2 separate regions of the Sus scrofa genome follow, and region 1 is linked to region 2. Evidence: chromatin contacts called from public Hi-C data. All regions are on one chromosome and are shown on one strand. The core of a region is the stretch at or near the end of the contact, and the rest is flanking DNA. Distances in the headings are between cores, read along the strand shown. Region 1 has its middle 250 kb from the start of SLC30A5. Region 2 overlaps LOC102159645 (a long non-coding RNA gene).

The links. Hi-C and Micro-C count contacts between places; a contact is called where the count stands out from the background.
Region 1: a contact with region 2 is called in a Hi-C map of liver, with 4 times the contacts expected there. The contact joins two enhancer-like sites. A contact is called at or near these places in 1 of 5 promoter capture datasets (liver), 4 of 47 Hi-C or Micro-C datasets (liver and skeletal muscle) and 1 of 2 datasets of contacts at active chromatin or transcription factors (skeletal muscle).

What each region holds. Positions count from the first base shown.
Region 1 is chr16:47,028,548-47,033,776 of Sscrofa11.1, reverse strand. No RefSeq gene overlaps it. Among named protein-coding and RNA genes, the nearest start is that of SLC30A5, 250 kb to the left of the region's middle. Within about 2 kb of position 2,571, at least 6 of the 83 cell types and tissues checked have an H3K27ac peak or open chromatin away from gene starts, as enhancers often do. A contact at or near this core is called in liver, where this site is marked.
Region 2 is chr16:46,915,828-46,921,140 of Sscrofa11.1, reverse strand. The region is part of intron 2 of LOC102159645 (a long non-coding RNA gene); the gene reads left to right. Among named protein-coding and RNA genes, the nearest start is that of SLC30A5, 370 kb to the left of the region's middle. Within about 2 kb of position 3,655, at least 10 of the 83 cell types and tissues checked have an H3K27ac peak or open chromatin away from gene starts, as enhancers often do. A contact at or near this core is called in liver, where this site is marked.

The DNA.
Region 1 (5,229 bases), core at 1,322-3,821, 110 kb before region 2:
CACCCCATTCCAATATTAAAATTTATCTATTTTAAAATTTTCTTGTAATTTTAATTTTTTATACTCAGTTATTTAGAAATTTCTTTGATACAAGGTAGGTATTTAAATTGTTTTTCCCACCAAAAATTTCTGGCTACTCTTAACATTATTATTATTATTATTATTATTATTATTATTCTTTTTAGAGTCTATATTTTTTTCTGTGGTTTATTTTTTAATCCCTTTATTAGCTACTAAATTCTCATATGTTTCTGATTTAATACAATGTGTGTTCCTGAAAAATCTCTCCTGCAAAATGGTGCATTAAAAATAACAGGAATTATGAGGAAAATAGGTTTAGAGTTTAGCCACTAAAAACTTAGCCTACTTCATGACAAAATTACTGCAATTGTCATTCAAATTTTAGCATGGTTAGACCTTCATTGGCATTTGTACCCATTATCAGACAGTCCGTCATTTATAGCTATCAAGCTCAGGGCTTTGAGATATAGATCTTTGGAGCTATTTACTAAATATAGACACGTTTTTATTAAAATTAAAATCTGATATGAAGTATAGCCTTTCTTAAAAAAAATCAGGCTTTTTTTTTTTTTTTGGCCTTTAAGGGCTGCACCGGCAGCATATGGATGTTCCAGGCTAGGGGTTGAATCGGAGCCACAGCTGCCGGCCTACACCACAGCCACAGCAACACCAGATCTGAGCTGCATCTGCTACCTACACCACAGCTCACAGCAATGCCGGATCCTTAACCCACTGAGCGAGGCCAAGGGTCTCCATCATTCCTTGAGATGGGACTACGGTAGGAGAATAAATGTGGGTATTTGGGACATTTTAAGTTGGAGGTGTCAGAGATCCTTATCTAAGGGGGAAGATACTTAGCCAAGGGGGAGGGCAGAAGGGTCTTTGGTTCCTTTGATTTGATAGATCCAATCTGCAGATTTAGATTTAGGGGTGGTCAGCCTAAAGACAGTAATTGAAACTGTAAGATCAAGTGCGATGGCCCCAGGAGAATAGATAGAATGAGATTTATGAGAGGAAGTGGAAGAAAGCTCTAGAAATGGGAATCCTCTTAGGGCTGCCATTTGAAGTTTGTGTATTGCTTTCCCATCTGGTCGTGAATGAGCTCCTGTCTCCTAACTTTCAGAAAATGGCACACGGAAAGGCCGGCAGGAAACTGCTTGCGCCTGCGTGCCTGAGGCCAGGTTTTCCTGATTAAAACTCCCCCTGGGCTTGTGGTGTTGCATCTGTGGCTTTCCTTGGCATGACCTTCTATTTTGAGAGAACTTTTTTGGAGGGACTGATCTTTTCTTCTCATTTCTCCCCTGGTTCAGCTTATGCTATAATATTTACATTGGCCACTTGCCTTTCTTTTACCAGTTGGGACTGGTTGTATCCCCCAAACCCGTTTTAGAGAAATAAAAATGGAAATGCCAGGTTTAAAACAGAGAGTTTGCCAAAGATGTGTCTTCGTTTTGCTGACAAGAGAGAGCAAGCCCACCTATGGCAGATCAGCCCATTTCTAAATCTAAATGCACACTGGCTGTCCTGGCTTTGTGTGGTCCCCCTCTTCCCTCTACCTTGGTGGGAAGAGAATCAGCTTCAATAGAACCATTTTGCACTTCTCCTTGGTAAGTGAAATTCATTTTCCAGCATCGACTGCAAATTGTGAATTATTAATAGCCTCCCCAATGTATTCCACTGGCCTAATCTGATCCTGCCCTGTCTAAATTGGTTTTGATTCTTCTCATTTAGAAGAGACTTTTGCCATCATTGAGAACATTTCTTATTTGTATTAATGCATGGGTGTTCTCTCCAACAAATTCTAAGCATGACATCAATTTTTGGAGGGTCTATTTGTTTAAAATGCTTTCATAGGATACTGCCTATATCTTTGTTTTGTATTTCAGAGTCATGCAGAATAATTCCAATGTCTCTTCCAAAAGACAGACTTTCAAATATTTAAATTCAAATATTTGAACTCCTTTTTTTCCTCTCCTTTCCTCTAAATTTCCCTACTCTCCCCTCCTACACATGACAGATACTGTCACTGTCTTTTCTGGAGTTCAACCAAATCTAAGTCTTTTCAGTTTAGGGTCTACTCTTTAAGAGGGAATCTGATAAAGTGATCACACTTGTGAAGATACTTGAAACTAACAATTTGGGTACATCATTTCTACGAAGACAGCCTGAGATCCAATACATTTTTTGGCAACTATGGTTACACTCTTGCCTTATATTCTGTTGAGTTTCAAATAAAACTTCCTATTATTTTCATGAGAATTAGCATCTTCCTTATTCAGAAGTTGTGTGGAGGATCTTATATTTCTTCTAGTTAGATGACATCTCGCTAGACTTACCCCATTGTTTGAGTTTATCTCTCTTTGGATCTTGATTCTGTCTTGCAAACTTGTTAGCAATTAACCTCAGGATTTTGTCATATGCACACTTGAGCCCCATTTCCTCCTTCAGATCACTGATTAAAATAAAAGTTGTTGAGGAAAGTGTCAAGGAAGGAAAACTGCCAGACACCTTTGTCTGCATTGACGTCACTCCATTAGCCAATACACTTTGGTTAATGTGTAATTTAGGTAAAGCTTACTTAGGTTATGCTGCAGTCATAAACAGTCCTCAAATCCTAGAGGCTTCCAACAAGAAGAGTTTATTTCTCACTCACAGCTTATGCTGACTCTTGTTCAGCTGTGGCTCTACTCTCTTTGCCTTCATTTATGGGCCAGGAAGAAGGAGAAATCCCAACCTGTGATTTCCTTTTTTCATGGCAAAGAGAAAAAGAGATGCTGCTAATCCACACTCAGAGAGTCCTAGAGCTTCTGCTTGAACGTGGATGTGCCCTATCCCTTCACACACTATTGGTCAAAGCAAGTCATGTGACCAAGCCCGACATTGTTGGGACAAGTGTGCATACTCCTTCTAGGATATTCTAGAAGTATGGAAATGAGTAGCAGAAGTAATTAAACAATCATTTGGTAAAACACTCTTTCTTTTTTTTTTTGTTTTTTTTTTTTTTGTTTTTAGGGCCACACCCATGGCACATGGAGGTTCCCAGGTCAGGGGTCTAATCAGAGCTACAGCTGCTGGTTTACACCATAACCACAGCAATGTGGGATCCGAGCTTCATCTGTGACCTACACCACAGCTCATGGCAATGCCAGATCCTTACCCACTGAGTGAGGCCAGGGATGGAACCCGAGTCCTCATGGATACTAGTTGGGTTTGTTTCCGCTGTGCCATGACAGGAACTCCTGGTAAAACTATTTAATACTTGTGTATCAGTTCCAAAATGTTTTCACACGTCTGTGTTGTGAGGCTAGTGCTGTCATCTCTGTTTATCAGATAAGGTCCTGAGAGGGGGTGTCTTGTTATAGCTAGCAAATTAGGACTTAACTGCAAATATTCTGAAACCTACAATGGCCTTCCCAATTCCGATGGTGATGATAACAAATATTACTTTTATTTATTTATTTATTTTTGTCTTTTTGCTATTCCTTTGGGCTGCTCCCGCGGCATATGGAGGTTCCCAGGCTAGGGGTCGAATCGGAGCTGTAGCCACCGGCCTACGCCAGAGCCACAGCAACGCGGGATCCGAGCCATGTCTGCAACCTACACCACAGCTCACGGCAACGCCGGATCGTTAACCCACTGAGCAAGGGCAGGGACTGAACCCGCAACCTCATGGTTCCTAGTCGGATTTGTTAACCACTGCGCCACGACGGGAACTCCTATTACTTATATTTATTGATGCAATTTACCTGGCAGGTGCCGTTGAGCATGTGTGTTTTATTATTGTATTGAGCAGGATAATTAGCTCTAGCTGTCTCAGTAGATGAACCTCAAAATCCCAATATCTTAACAGTAAGATTGTTTCTCTTTCACATCATAATCCCATGCGGAGTGGGTAGCTCTTCAGGACTAGCTCTTTAAGTGGTGACTTGGGAACCTGGGTTGTTTCTATCGTTTAACTGGGCCATTTGGAAAATGTGCTCTCTGAGGCTCCATTGCAAGGTGAGAGAGAGAGGGAGAGAGACAGACAGAGAGATGTAGATATGGAGGAACTGGCAGATGTTTTTGAGGACAAAGCTGGGAATTGGCTCACATCTTTTCCACCCCTATGCCATTATCCTGTGTTAGTCACATGACCTCCCCTAACTGCATGAAGACTGATAAATAAGCAGAGCACCAGATATTTGGTGAACATGAATAGTCCCTGGCACAAAGTTACAATCATTATCATCCTCATTTTTATAGATGAGAAGACTGAAGTGGAGAAATGTTAAGTACTTTTTATTGGGCTCCTCTATAGTTGTGAAGTAGATGGGATCTGAATCTAGAGAGTCATGTTTCAGAATCTGTGCTCTTGGCAGCTGCCCTGCCCTGCCTCTCATCTTTTATCCTGATGAGCTGGATTATGAATATATTGACCTAGGCTGGGATGCAGCCATATGTATCCATTTGTCAAAAACATCATCAAAGCCTTTTAAACTATTCTATTGAAATCCTGATACATTGGAGATACCATGATCATATTGCTATTAAAAAATTCTCTAGAGTGGTTACAGCAGGATTAATTAGCAGTGAGTACTCTTTTAGGGGGAGGGTTAGTTTATTTGTGTCTCATGAGGACTTAGCACTTCTAGACCCAAAGTGGCCACAAGGACAAGGACAAGGGATGTCTCAGAGGAAACCAGGGGAGCAGATGGCCTACCTGCACCCCCATGCCTTCCTCTCCCTGTCTCACATCTTGGGTCTACAGGGGGCCCAGGGACCAGGGAACATTCTCAGAAAGGACTGAGGTTAAAATTTTCCTTTAGCCTGGAAATGAGGGCTCAGACTGAGAAATTACATTGTCGTAGAAAATCAAAAAAGTCAAATTTCTTGAGTCTGTGGAGTGAGATGAATAGCTACTGCAATTAAAAAAAAGTCTAGATTATTGCCTGTGTAGTGATCAAATTCATCACTCTCTCCTTTGAGAGTTTCCCTTTATTTTCCATGTTTAAAAGTGGGACTGGCTGTCTCTGGCGCCTCTTCTGTGGTTCTTTGTGGTTCCTCACTAATTCCTGGCCACGATTCAGCCATTTCATGTGTGGATTTGCACAAAAGAAGTATGTGGCATACCAGAGCCAGGGTATGTAACTGATTCTCAAGTCCTAGGTTTTATCTTGTGAGCTTTTCACTTACTTTGTCTTTTTAATACGATTTTTATTTTTTACATTA
Region 2 (5,313 bases), core at 2,406-4,905:
AGTGCTTTTATATCTTTTCTAAAGTTTATATATATATTGAAAACATAAAGTGATAATAAGACTGCACAGGGTACTGAATCTATTTCCATTTTGAGGTGTTTGCTCTTTCCAGGTTTGTCAATTTTGTGTGATTTTGGTATGCTTTAAAAAACTAATTTATTTGAGATAAATTTACATAATACAAGGTCAACCATTTTTTAAGAGAACAATTCATTGGCATTTAGTACCTTCATAGTGTTGTGCAACCATGTCTATCTAGTTCTAAAGCATTTCCATCTTATGCAAACTATTACATTTGGAGTGGATAAGCAATGAGATCCTGCTGTATAGCACAGGGAACTATATCCATCATCACAGGATGATGCAGGATCCTGTGAGAAAAAGAATGTATGTATATATGTATGACTGGGTCACTTTGCTCTACAATAGGATTATTTTTAATGATTTTTATTTTTTCCATTATAGTTGGTTTATAGTGTTCTGTCAATTTTTGTACAGTAGAAATTGACAGAACACTGTAAATCAACTGTAATGGAAAAATAAAAATCATAAAAAATAAAACATTTTCATCTTAATGTAAAAGAGATGATAATCTGTATCAATAGGTAAAACCTGTACCCATTAAGCAGTTTTTCTGCATTTCTCTGCATTTTCCCCTTTCTCTAGACCTTGGCAACAACCAATCCATATTCTGTACATGTGGATTTATCTATGCTGGGCATTTTATGTAAATGGAATCTTATAATATGTGGCTTTGTTTGCATACTATTTTTGCTGGTACATCCCTGCTGTAGCATGCATCAATATTTTTCTTTTTATGGCTGAATAATATTCCATTGTAAAAATACTCTACTATTTGTTTATCCATTTATCTGTTGATGGACATTTGGGCTACTTCAACATTTCAGCTCTTCTGAATAGTGCTTCTGTGAATATATATGCACATGTTCTTAGTCTATGTTTTCAATTCTTTGTTTCTATGCCTAGCTTATACTGGTATTAATATAAATGCTGAGTTATAGGGTGACTCTGTGTTTAACTTTTTGAGGAACCACTAAACTGGTTTCCACTGTGCCTGAACAATTGTGCCTTCTAGCCAACCATGTGTGAGGGTTCCAATTTCTGCACATCCTTGTCAACACTTGCAATTTCCGATTGGCATACTTTTAACCACTGTGAACATGTCATTTTATACTATCAACTAAATTTGAGTTTTAAAATTTATATTTACCTCTGGCATTGGTAGGTCTTGATGCATTTGACATTATCTGGGTGGCTTGCCACTTCAGAAGTTTTGTCCTGTTATCCTAGTTTTTCTCAGACCCAGCAATTCATCCCTGCAATTTTTACATTTGATAGTTTTGAGCACAAGGCTTACCACTGGAGCAATTTCTCTTGGGTCTTAGAGTGACCTCTGTATTAGTTGTGAGAGATCATATATGAAGGGCTCTGCTCTCCTTTCTGGCCACATGGACTTTCTTGAAGCATGACACTGGAAACAGAGCACTATCCTAAAAGCCAAGTAGTGGAACTCACATCTGGCTTCTGTTGAAAGTTGTGCTGAAAACAGGACTACGTGTATGAAGCAAAAGAGGGAACAGTGTGGGAGATACCTTCGAGCATACACTTTTCTTCAGCCTCACCCACATCCTCACATTTTAAGCTCACACCAGGTGCATGGCTGAGAAGAAATGAGACTGGTCAGCTAGGTCAACAGAGTCTGGGGACAGAAGCGAAGCAATGATGGCCTTGTACATATGGGAGTGGACAGGATGAAAGGCTAGAATGATTACCATAAGCTGGATGTGCCTGCTGTAACTCAACTGGTGAATTAAGTGATCAGGGGAAAATGACAGAAGGCAAAATTCAGGGTTTCTCAGCCTCAGTACTACTGCCATCTCTTGCTGTAAAATCCCATGTCATGGCGAGGTTGCCCTGTACCTTGTGGAATGTTTAGCAGCCTCCCTGGCCTTTGTACACTAGATGCCAGTAGCATCCAGACATTCCTCTCCCCCTCCCATCTGGATATTATGAAACATCCCTGGGGGCTAAAATGATTCCCACTTGAGGACCTCTGGGCAAAAGTGAATATTATTTTTTTCACTTATCATTTGTCTCTATCAATGGGTTAGTATTTAAAAGCTGGTATTTAATGAGGCCCTGCTATGTGCCAGGCACTATGCTCAGAATTTTCATTTGTTTGTCCCTCAGTCAATGTTTGGGTGTCTATTCTGCTAGGAACTGAATTGACACTGTGGACTAGACAATGGAAAACTGCTGCCCCTGTGGAGCTTCCATTCTAATGGAGAGACAGGCCTGTTGAAATAGTCACACAAACATAAAATTGCAACCGTGACAAGTGACATGGAAGGGAGACCTTTGGGGAGTATAAGAGCAGTTGTCCAGTGCTCCCTGCAGGCCTGGCTTTGTGCTGAGACTGTCACACATATTAATCCTGGTGCCCCTTACAACAGCTGTTTGATGTAGGTGCTGATGTGCATGCCCATTTTGCTGACTCTTAGGTGGGCAAAAGTCACACACGTAATAGGTGGTAGAGTTTAACTTCTGAATCTGATGAGTTGTCCTCAGAGCCTGAGCTTCTACCTTCCATCCAAGATGCCTCGAGCTGACATCTGCAGAATGAATATATGACAACTGGTTAAAGAGGGGGAAGGGGAAGTGCTCCAAGGTGGAGTTAAAAGTAAATGGTTAGACCTTGAAGCAGAAAAGAGAGTAGAGGACGTAAAAAAAGGCCTGGGTGGTTGGAGTAGAGAGAGTGGTAGGGAGGGGAAAGAGAAGGTGGGTGAGGTGGCAGGATCCCACCGCTCCCAGGCCTTGCAGTCCAGGTTAAAGAGATCCAAGGGGGAGGGGGAGGGAGTGGGATGGACTGGGAGCTTGGGATTAATAATGCAGACTATTGCCTTTGGAATGGATTAGCAATGAAATCCTGCTGTGTAGCACTGGGAACTACGTCTGGTCACTTATGATGGAGCATGATAATGTGAGAAAATAGAATGTATACATTGTATGTGTAACGGGTCACCATGCTGTACAGTAGAAAAAAAAATAAAGTATTGGGAAAATAAACAAAAGAGATTCATCTTTACCCAGAGAACTGTGGGGAGCCCCCGGGAGTTTTCAGTAGGGAGGGGACACTGAGGTTTTCCCTCATGACCTATTTAACGTTTACAGCCACCCAAGGAGGAAGATGGGAGCCATTTCACCAAAGAGATGGCGGGGGGGGGGGGGGGGGGGACACGGGGAGACAAATGCTTTGAGAAGGCCACAAGATTGAAATGGGCATAGCTGGACTTTCCACTCAGGCTTGGCCATTTTCAAGCCCATTCTCCTAACCACCACAGCCCCAGCACCCTCTGTTCCAGGCTCCTTCGGCACTGAGCATACCTTCCCCAATGTCACCAGTGAGTTAGGTTGACACCCAGAAATTCTGCCCCTGTGGACTTGGATGTCTGAACACAGACAGGATTCCATGCATCTCAACAGTCATTCTTTAACTTCTCAATTTTTGAGTCTCTGTTTATTTTCTTGCGCTCCAGCTCCAATTCACCCTTTCACCGCGGCACCCCACCCCCCACCACTCAGTGCTGCCCTGGGACACTGGACACGTGACCTCCGATAAGAATCACTCCATTCAGAGGAGCTGGCAGGTGGATGTCCTCTTTGCTCAAACATGCGTGAAGGTCTCCACTCCCTAGATCTCATGGCTGTGGAGTTGGGAACTCTGGCTGGCCCTCCTCTGTTCTTTTGGAGATAGTGCGTTTCTCCCTCCAGGTAAACTTCAAACTAGTGTTCATTTAAATATTAATTTGCAATTGCGCCATCTCTTCTGTGATATTACCACAGTCTGTGGCAATTAGGCTGAGCGGGCCTCCTCGCTCTCTTGAATCGCACGTCAAGGCAGCGCGGGGACTTGCTGCCGAGTCCGATCCTTCCTTTCACGCCATCCGAAACGCTCTGCACGGCGAACCACATTGAAATGAGCCCCTTCATCTTCCGCATGGATAATTAAACTTCAAACACTGTTTATCTCAGTCCCCAAATCCTCCGAATGCAGAAGCAAATTAATTTTAAATCTATATCTGCTTTAAATAGTAATTGTTTAATCAACAGGCTTGATGTATAATTATATTCTTTGTTCGTTCTCCCGGCAGGCTTGAATAGACCACATAATTCCTGGGTTGCTTTCATTTCTGTAATTAGATCATGTGACAGACCCTCACTATATTACAGTTGACTCTAGTTACTTCTCCCCCCACCCCCTTCGAAGTTCTAAAACGGTTTCTCATGAATACTTAGATTATAACAGCTCAGCTTAACACCGAGCTGTGAGTGTTTTGCTTTAATCCTTTATTCTTCTTTCACCTAATAATTTACTCTGGAGCAAGTGATCTTACTGGTGGCTGCTACACTGGGCTGGCTGTATCCTTGCAGAATTAAGAGTTCTTGTCCTTATTTTGAACCAGTTTCCCTAAAGGAAAACCCTTTCGGACCACCACATAGAAACACACTCTCTGGACTCTTTGAAGCCACTGTTATCCTTGTAGAAGAATGTAAGGTTCAAACTGAACAACAAAAGCATATACTGGGCTTTTGTTTTTTAATCATCTGTGGCTTCATGGAGAAAGAGTAAGTCATTTTCCTTATTAGAAAGAGCAGTTTTGTCTCCAAGAATTTACTTTACTTGCTTGGCTTCATCCCATAAAAATGAGAGCTGGATATTAGATAATTAGGTCAACATTGAGATCGTTTCACTAATTGGAATTTGTTTGTCCCACACAATATGCCTGATTTTCTATGGGACTGAGCTAGAAATAGGATGGTTCAGCCAATCTGGCTCTTTCAGCTTCTTTTATCACTCATGTCCTCTGGCTCATTATCTTTCAGATTTTATTTCCCAGAGTTCTTATAATTCTTAATATTTTTCTTCTTTTTGTTATTGAGGTATGCAAAATTGAATAAGGCATCTCGAGCATGATCCAATCAATAGTGTGTAAATTGAGGGAAGTGGTTAGAAGTTGGAGAGAGGGAGAGAACATCATTTGGCTGTTGTTGTTAAAAAATGAAACAAAACAAAAAAACCACGGAGTGTCTATAGTTAAAGCTCAACTGAATAGTGCTCCTTTTCCTCCATCATATTTCAGAATTACATTCACGTTTGCACTGTCACTCCTCAGCCTTCTAAGCTTTTTTTCGTTTCTTACTTTCTTTCCTACCCATGAAATATCTGTGTTTTTTGATTACTTTCTCTTAACTAGAAAAATGTAGATTTTTCAGGCGGTGTCTCATTTTGCT